2 separate regions of the Mus musculus genome follow, and region 2 is linked to region 1. A link is a contact called in public Hi-C data. All regions are on one chromosome and are shown on one strand. Each heading gives the region's core, a stretch centred on a gene start, on an enhancer-like site or on the middle of the called end of the contact. The rest is flanking DNA. Distances are from core to core; before and after follow the strand shown.

Region 1 (4,699 bases), core at 601-3,100:
AGAAAGAGCAATTCTCAAATTCATATGTAAAAACAAAAAATCCAAAATAGCAAAAACAATTCTCAACAGTATAAAAATTTCTGAGGGAATCACCATCCCTGATCTCAAGCTGTTCTACAAAGCAATAGTGATAAAGACCTCATGGCATTGATACAGAGAGGTCAATCAATGGACTAGAATCTAAGACCCAGAAATGAACCCACACACCTACAGACACTTGATCTTTGACAAAGAAGCCAAAAACATAAAGTTGTAAAAAGAAAGCATCTTCAACAAATGGTGGTCTAACTGGAGTTTTGTATGTAAGTGAATGAAAATAGATGCATATTTATCATCTTGCACAAAGCTCAAATCAAAGTGTATCAAGAACCTCAACATAAAGCCACACACACTGAGTCTAATAGAAGAGAAAGTGGGAAAGAGCCTTGACTCATTGGCACAGGAGGAAATTTCCTGAACAGAACACCATTGGCCCAGACTTTAAGATCAACAATAGATAAATGTGACCTCCTGAAACTGAAAAGTTTCTGTAAGGCAAATGACACTGTCAATAGGACAAATTGGCAGCCTAGCGATTGGGGGGGGGGGGGGAATCTTCATTAATCCTATATCCAATAGAGGACTAATATCCAAAATATATAAAAACTAAAAAGGTTAACCTCCAAAAACCAAATAACCCAACTAAAAAAAAATAGGGTATAAAGAATTAGCAACAAAGGATCTTAAATGACTGAGAAGCACTTAAAGAAATGTTCAAAGCCCTTAGTCATCACAGAAATGCAAATCCAAATGACTCGGAGATTCTACCTTACACCAATCAGAATGGCTAAGATCAAAAACTCAAGTGACTGTACATGCTGACACAGATTTCAGAAAGAGGAACTCTTCTCCATTGCTGGTGGGATTTCCATCTGGTACAACCACTCTGGAAATCAATCTGTCAGTTTCTCAGAAAATTGGACATAGTTCTACCTAAAGACCCAGCTAAACCACTCCTGGACATATATATACCCAAAAAGATGCTCCAGTATACTGCAAAGACACATGTTCCACTATGTTCATAGCAGCCTTATATGTAATAGCCAGAAGCTAGAAACAATCTAGATGTCCCTCAACTGAAAAATGGATACAGAAAGTGTGATTCATTTACATAGTGGAATACTATGCAGCTATTTAGAATGAGCACATAATGAATTTTGCAGGCAAATGAATGGAATTAGAAAATATCATCCTCAGTAAGATAACCCAGACCCAAAAGGACATGCATGGTATATATTCACTGATACGTGGATATTAGCAAAAAAGTACATAATACCCAGAATATAACCACAGACCATAAGAGTTATCAAACAGAAAGACCCAAGTGAGGATGCTTCAATCTCACTTAGAAGATGTAACAAAATAATTATAGGAAGCAATTATAGGAAGCAGAGGGAGGGAAGGATGTGGGTAGGCAAGGGGAGGGGAAGGGAAAATAGGGAACAGGATCAGGTCTGGGAGGCACAGGAGAGAAGCCCAACGAAACTCAGAAGGCCAGAAGAATTAACAAAAATAAGTAGCCTATGTGGGTGGGAGGTGGGGTGCCCTCTAGAAAACCACAGAGACCTGGGAGGAAAGAGACTCTACACATAGAGATAGCCCAATGTTTCCTAAACTAGAGAGGGGGCAGAGGGAGAGAGAGAAAAATTTTATCATCAAATAAACCTTTTCATAAATCAATATCTCCATTTTTTTCCTGCCTTTTCCAGGAATTGAATGTGTTAAGCCCTCCCTTGTGACAATCCTGTAACCTCTTTTCTTCATGTAATTCCAGTTCTTGTCTCTGGGCCAGTTTGCCAGATGTATCTGACATGATGGAAACATCTGTGGTCCGTGGCAGCTGGATTGAGGGCATTTATTTTTGTTCCCTGCATAGGATACTGCAGAACTCATTAGATCTCCTGTAAATTTCTTGTTTCAGGAACAGCACCCCGTTTTCTGATTTTAGGTGCTCCCTAAATTTTGACTTGTGGAGCTGGAAGTATTCCTCAAAAGATAGTTTTGGATTTTCCTCCAAGTAAATCACATGGATTCTAAATAATAGTTGGAGTTGTTCAATCGGAAAAACACATGACTCATATTCTAAATCCTGACAGTCTCCAGGTGTCTGTGGTTACTCTGAGCCTCTGTGAGCATTTGTTCTTACATCCTGCTTTACAGAGTTAATGTTCAGTTGCTTCCATCCTTGTTGGGCTTCCTGTTTGCCTGGCAGAGTGGGTTTTACCAAGAACTAAAGCTCCACTAAGGTTCATCCAGGCTTCATCCCCAGTGCCCTGGGTTGTATGGACCATAATCAGGACCTAGAAATCTAGTTGGGGTTTTTTGTTTGTTTGTTTGTGTGTTTGTTTTTTAACCCTTTTCTGTTTAAATTATTTCTATAAACACAAAATTTTTTCTAAAAATAGTTAAATTTTAGTAGAATACGTTATAAAACAGAAAGTCCTCTCCGGGTGTTTTTGAGAACCCCTGCGAACTTCTCCATCGCTGACAACAAATAATTCGCTTGGCTGCAATGTCTAGTCCCTTTGGTTCCCTCTAGTGGAGAAGAATAAAATGCACTTTCTACACTTGAAACCATTAAGTGTGAAATTGGATTAAAGCACAAAGAAACAGTGAATATTCCAAAAAAAGCAATGCGCTTCCCAGAAAAATTACTCTGAACCTAGGATTAGTGGGAAAGTCTTCCCTATCAGCTTTCTCAGAAGACGCTACGAATGTAAGCCATGGGCTGAACTGGCACCGATGTCCCACATAGATCGCTATCTGCCCAGCCTGAGTGGCATCAGTAACTGTATTTTCCGAGCATGGAGCAAAGGAGATCTTCGAATACATTGCATTTTATGTTGAATCCATATCATCGGCTGTACTCGATTCATCTTCCATAGAGAAGAAAAATTGAAAGGAAATTGAATCTAGTTGAATATTTCCTGTGTTCAAGTCAAAAAACATTATGTTGTAAAAATTCTAGAGATAGCATGGTAAAAGGACTAAGGGTATGGGAATGGCTGCCTGTGTTACTTACCTGATTTACCTCCAGGACTGGAATAGTTCAGCAATCTTCTGTGTGGGAGCCTTGGCCAAAATCCCTATTATCCTCGGGGATCCGTGCCAACCCTTCTGTTACAGAGGCTGGCAGCTCAGGGATGCCTGAGGAGACAGCAGCAATAGCCGAGGGCCTCTGAGTACTTCCCATGGGCTATGGAAGGCCAGCCTCGGAATCAGCCACTGGATTTCGAGCTAAAGCTCTTCATTAGCAGAGAAGGAAACAAGGCACCGGGAAACATGTGTTTTGCTTGAGAAGTCTATTCCCAGTGGACTACTCCATCCCAAAGGAGCAAGTATTCTGGTGTGATACGTTTGACAGACCTTGAGAATGGATGGTCAGCAAGTAGCACAAAGAGGCAGCGTCATATTCAAGATGCAGCCTCATTCAGTGATGCACCACCTGTAATGGGAGATGTGTGCATTGCTGTTGGTACTCACTGTTGAGTCCAGCCTCTACGTCTCATTTAAATCTGTCTTCTCTCCATGACCAAAGGCGACATTCTGGTCCTGGGGTGTGGGAATCGTTTCTTGGACTCTAAAACAAGCATGTTTACTATGTTTCCCAAACTCTAGCAAGGGTAACAGTTTTACAGGCCCATTTCTTTAAGTCACTCAACCTTAAAACTTTTCAGTATAACTTGCTATGAATGTAAGGAAATAAACCTAAAGGGTAATGTTTATATATTAATAACAATATAATAAATAATAAAACATTAATATTGCATGTAAATTGTACTTGCTTTAAAAATGGAATTATTAAGAATGCCTGTGTTGGTGACTGATTAACGAACCCAGGTCATCATAGACTGGAGCTGTAAGAAAAAATTTCTGAAAATATAGTGTAAGCAAGCTATTCATATAGATGTAACTGCTTAGTATGAATTAAAATGTCTGAATGTCATGATCCAAGAGCATTTATAGCAATAATTTATGAGTTTAGAATGTAACAGTAGGTAGAGTGCTTGCATGGCATTCATGAACCGTAAGCTTCATCCTCAGCATTTCATAAACTAAGGATGGTACACACCCCTGCAATCCTAGCACTCGAGAGATGAAGGCAGGACGATCAGAAGTTCAAGGTCACCTTCAGCAGCATGACAAGTTCAAGGCCCGACGTGGAGTCACAAGAGCCTGTAATGTAAGCTATTAAATATTTTTTAAAAATGATTTGTAGGCAACAATTTTCAAAGCATAGGAAAATTTGCTTAATATAGTAAATGTTATTTTTTTTCTTTTTGTAACTAAATAAGAGTTCTAAAGAGACATGTGTCCCTGGAACTTTATGTAGAATTATTTGAATTCTACGTAACTTAGTTGAATTTAGTAGAATTAGCACCTTTCCTAGAGCCACAAGCTTTTCGTTTTCATCAGATTCATAACCACAAGAGAAACAAATCCAGTTGTTATGCTGTGAAGTTTCTGTGGCTGTAACCATTTGGAATATACAAATCAGTGATGGTTTAAAAAAGCATGTTTAAGACATAAAGTAGAACAATAGGAGTATAGTTTACTTCAGCTTTTAACTGGGCAATTAGTTTGTTTATAACTTAACATCTCTTCAAGTAAATGACAGATTGTGGGGGGGGGGTGTCTGCTATGAGCGTAACTTCTTTCT
Region 2 (4,295 bases), core at 1,215-3,714, 300 kb before region 1:
CTACAATTAGCATTTAGGAAGAAGCTTTTCTAACTCAGCCTCTTGAAATATGTGGCCTTAATGACTTAGGAGTGAGAGCAGAGGTGACAGAGAAGACATTTTAGATCCAAATTGTGGTTGGTCTGACCAAGGCTGAGCCTACCAGGAATTCTCTTCAATTAGAAGAGGAGGGAGATTTGAGAAAGCAAGATCATCCTGATGTCAGAAAGAGACAGGCAGACAAGCATCACCCAGCTAACAAAAACCTAGTTGTGAGAGAGGAGATGATTCTAAATATAGCCTTGTCCTTGTCACTCAAGAGATTTTTATTCAGTGTCTGTGATGTGCCAGGCACAGTTCTAGGTAGAGACAAGAGAGGCCCAGAGAATAAATGAGCAAATACACAAACAAGATAAACTCACAGAATACATCCTATGAACAAAATACAACCAAGTCATGCCATAGTGCACTGTCATGGAAGGGAGAGACTGCTTTAGATTGAGTCTGAAGGATGGTCTCTCCAAAACAACATGATGCTGAATGAACAAGTACAGCCATCACAGTGGAGACTAAATACTATCCTTTGGGATGGGCAGAACAGAACACATTGGCTATTTTAACAGCAAAGGCTGTTTAGTGGAGAGGTGAAAGAGATACCAGATAAAAATGAATTAATGGTGTGGGGACAAAGTAATGTGGAGGAAAGAAGCAGGGAACAGAAGCAGGCAGGCCACTTCGGATCCGAGGTCCCTGGAATTGAAAGGGTGGCCTCAAAGGCAGTGGTTCTTTGATGGTAGACTATCCCAGAACACTGCCCAATGCTGAAAGAAGGACTCCATTGAAAAGGAGTGTTTGAAATTAAGAGCAGGCTAAAAGCTAGTAAGGACGCAGATCCAGATCACAAGCAAAGCTGAGCTCTAATGTAAGAGGGGGCACTTCCTCTATAGACACAGAGAACACAGAAAGCAAGAGTAAACTTTAACTAAAGAAAAGGTTCCTCTACAAGAAGAGGAAACTCAGAGGCAGGAGCAACTTCAGGGTAGCTCTGTCAGACCAACAATGGAAAGACGGACTTCCCCACTACCACTGTATTTCCATATTCTTAATGATATAACCAACAAGGTCAGCAGTAAGGGGAAGTATAAAACAGTTCCCTTGAGAATGGCTTTATTAAAGCAAACACTGTCAGGCAATGCCAAGAATCTGTTTAAAGACATTAAGTAGGGTGATAAATGTATTTAATGTAACAATTAAGCAGTCAGGATATCAATTTTTCTTCATCCATCCATAATTGCTAAGATGTAGATCAAGATTCTAGCCTAACTCTATAAGAACTAAAGTTCCAGTAGGGAAGAAGAGGGTAAAAAACTATTTGATAGGTGAATAAAGGAGCTGAGAGCATCTACAAGAATGAGAGTTGTGACTTGAAGACAAAACAATCTTCCAAACAGGGGACTGATAGAGACGGCAGATAATGAACTGTTGGTGGCATTACAGGATGTAGTGGGCATCTCAGTGACAATGATAATAATGACAAGGTGAGCTAGGCTGCAAAGTGGGAGTGCAGTGGAACTCTGAAACTTTAGGGGTAGTGAGTGAATAAGACAATGAGAAGAAGTTGCAAAGAACAAGACAAAGCAAGAAAGAGAACGAGACATTGTAGAATAGAATAGCTCAGGAATGCTTACAAAGAATTTGCTCCTGACCTGTAAAGCAGAGACCCCTTAACAGATACCAGAGGAATGTTGTCTGGTCCTACTTGATGACTAACGGTAGGAATTCCACAGCTAGACTTCCAGGGCTTACAGCCCATATTTCCCCCTTTTCACAAGGCCCTCAGGAACAACAGTACCAGTAAATGACCAGCACTTCACATGTACTGAAAGCTCACAACAAAGCAAGTAGTTACACTCTCTTCTGCTCATGTTACACACGTAAGAATGAGTTTCCTAGTTTTCATAAACCTCGAACAGATGTGATAAGAGTAGTTCCTACCATACAATGTGGTTTTGAGTTTTCAAAGGAACAGTGTATTTTAAAAAAATGATTAACACATTGCCTGCCTCAGAAGCAATGTTCAATGTTCAATGTTCAAATGCTAGCTGAGGTATTAGATTAGAGTGCAAGGGTCAGCCTCAAAGGAACAGGACTTTTGTGAGCAGGAATGATGATGTGGAAGCAACATTAGAAGGGTTGGGAATCCTCACTCCACTTAGAAAGCATGGAATGAGAAATAAAGAAATAAAGGTTTATAAACTATCATGTTTTAAAAAGAAAACATTCTGGCTGAAATCCATCAGGAATTCTAGGAAAGAAACTAGAGAAACAATGTCCTGTTTGCTGCTCTAGAGCCAGGTGCAGACTAACAAGTGAGAGAGGAAGGACACTGAGAACAAAATATGTAGAGGAGAGCAGACTAGGTGGAGAGTCACCAGGGTCTCCTCACACCCTCACGTACTTGACAGGCTGCCTATGTATGCGTGTTCACCCTCAAGGAAGCTGTGACTCATTCAGTGGCCATGACTTCAGCAGTTGCTTAGGGAGGAAGATCAACTCGGAGAAACAGGAAACAGATGGCCCAGTTTCAGAAACAGAGTAAGTGTTCATGTGGTGGCTCATGATCATCTGTAACTCAGTTCCAGGGAACTGGATGACCTCTTCTGATTTCCAGGCAAGATTTGCCTCCACTAAAAAGGCTGCAGATGGAGCCTTTACAGTTGACTTATGGTGATGCCTAAGATCTCCGTGCTAGTGGAGAATTACCTCATTAATTATTATGAGCATAAATCAAACCATAGAAGTATTAAGATTGTGAAAAAGCTTAATATTAAAACAGTGATGTAATCAACAGTCAAGCTGAAATATGTCAGAACCCTCAAAGATGCTTATTATGGTAACATAATGGTTATATTGAGAAGAATTCACAAACACACACACACACACACACACACACACACACACACACCTTCCTGCTTCTCATTTGTTCCTTTTGAAAGTATGGTAGAGTTTTCCAAGAATTATTGAATGGAGATGTTCCTTCAAAGCCATGCACACATTGCTTTATGGTGAAATAAAAGAATTTTCTTAAGTAAAGAGTAGCCATATTATCCAATACCCACATAAGATGTGATTCTTCTATTCAAGAATTTGTGGGCTGTAGAGATAACTTGAAACTTAAGAGTTATTGCTCTTTCAGAGGACCCAGGTTCAGTTCCCAGTACCCCCATGATGGCTCACAACTGTCTACCTCTAGTTCCAATGGATTCGATGCCCTCTTCTCACTGCTGCAGGCACACATTTGATGCATATACATACATGCAGGCAAAACACTCACACACATGAAATGAAATAAATTAAAAAAAAAAAACATACAGAGAAACCTCCCAATTTTAAACGGCGGCTACAAGCCATCAGCAATGACTTATAAACCATTTTCTCTGAAATCATATTAAACATTAGAACACGAGGCACTAGTACTTTGGCAGTTTTCTAACTGATTACTACAACGCCACAAACAGGGTCTCTTTCCTCAGACTGGCTGAGAAAACTCAAACCTGGGAAGTAAATTTGAGTTAAGAAGGGCAGTGAGGCAAGAGTATAGATAAAAGAATGAGAAGGAACTGACTCAGCAATTGGTAAGCCTTGCTTCTGAGTGTATCTATGAGGATTTCCAGAGGTTCCTATGCAGGAGGGATGGAGAGATGTCTCAGCTCTTAAGAGTGCATGACTCTTATAGAGAAACTGGACTTGTTTTTAAACCTTATGTGGTAGCTCACATTCACCTGTAAATGAGTGCCAGGGGATTGAATGGACTCTTCTGACCTCCATGGGTACTACATGTAGGGGGGCAGATACATACTTGCAGGGAGAACACCATTCCTACACATAAAATAAAATGAATAAATCGGGGGATGGGGCAGTCAAAAGATTTGTTACAAAAAGTAAACATTTAGAAACATTACCCCACTGAAAATGCTTTAATAAGCTATATTGCTTCAAGAGTAATTATCAGCTGTTACATCACATCTTTTTGTTTGTTTGTTTGTTTGTTTGTTTGTTTGTTTGTTTGTTTGAGACAGGGTTTCTCTGTGTAGCTCTGGCTGTCCTGGAACTCACTTTGTAGACCAGGCTGGCCTCGAAATCAGAAATCTGCCTGCCTCTGCCTCCTGAGTGCTGGGATTAAAGGCGTGTGCCACCACGCCCGGCTACAGTACATCTATTAATGATGTTGATAGACTTGCATGTTTGACATTCCAAGATCTGAAATATGTGTGGCTAGGAAATATAGCTGTACTTTATAAAGTATGTTCTGATCC

What was found. A called contact is a pair of places that touch in the nucleus more often than the background predicts.
Region 2: a contact with region 1 is called in a Hi-C map of uterus, with 3 times the contacts expected there. The contact joins two enhancer-like sites. A contact is called at or near these places in 1 of 484 Hi-C or Micro-C datasets (uterus) and 2 of 115 datasets of contacts at active chromatin or transcription factors (DN3 thymocytes and large pre-B cells).

The regions. Positions count from the first base shown.
Region 1 is chr10:53,810,577-53,815,275 of GRCm38.p6, reverse strand. No RefSeq gene overlaps it. Among named protein-coding and RNA genes, the nearest start is that of Fam184a, 62 kb to the right of the region's middle. Within about 2 kb of position 1,850, at least 34 of the 459 cell types and tissues checked have an H3K27ac peak or open chromatin away from gene starts, as enhancers often do. A contact at or near this core is called in DN3 thymocytes and uterus, where this site is marked.
Region 2 is chr10:54,116,195-54,120,489 of GRCm38.p6, reverse strand. No RefSeq gene overlaps it. Among named protein-coding and RNA genes, the nearest start is that of Gm16998, 42 kb to the right of the region's middle. Within about 2 kb of position 2,464, at least 185 of the 459 cell types and tissues checked have an H3K27ac peak or open chromatin away from gene starts, as enhancers often do. A contact at or near this core is called in DN3 thymocytes and uterus, where this site is marked.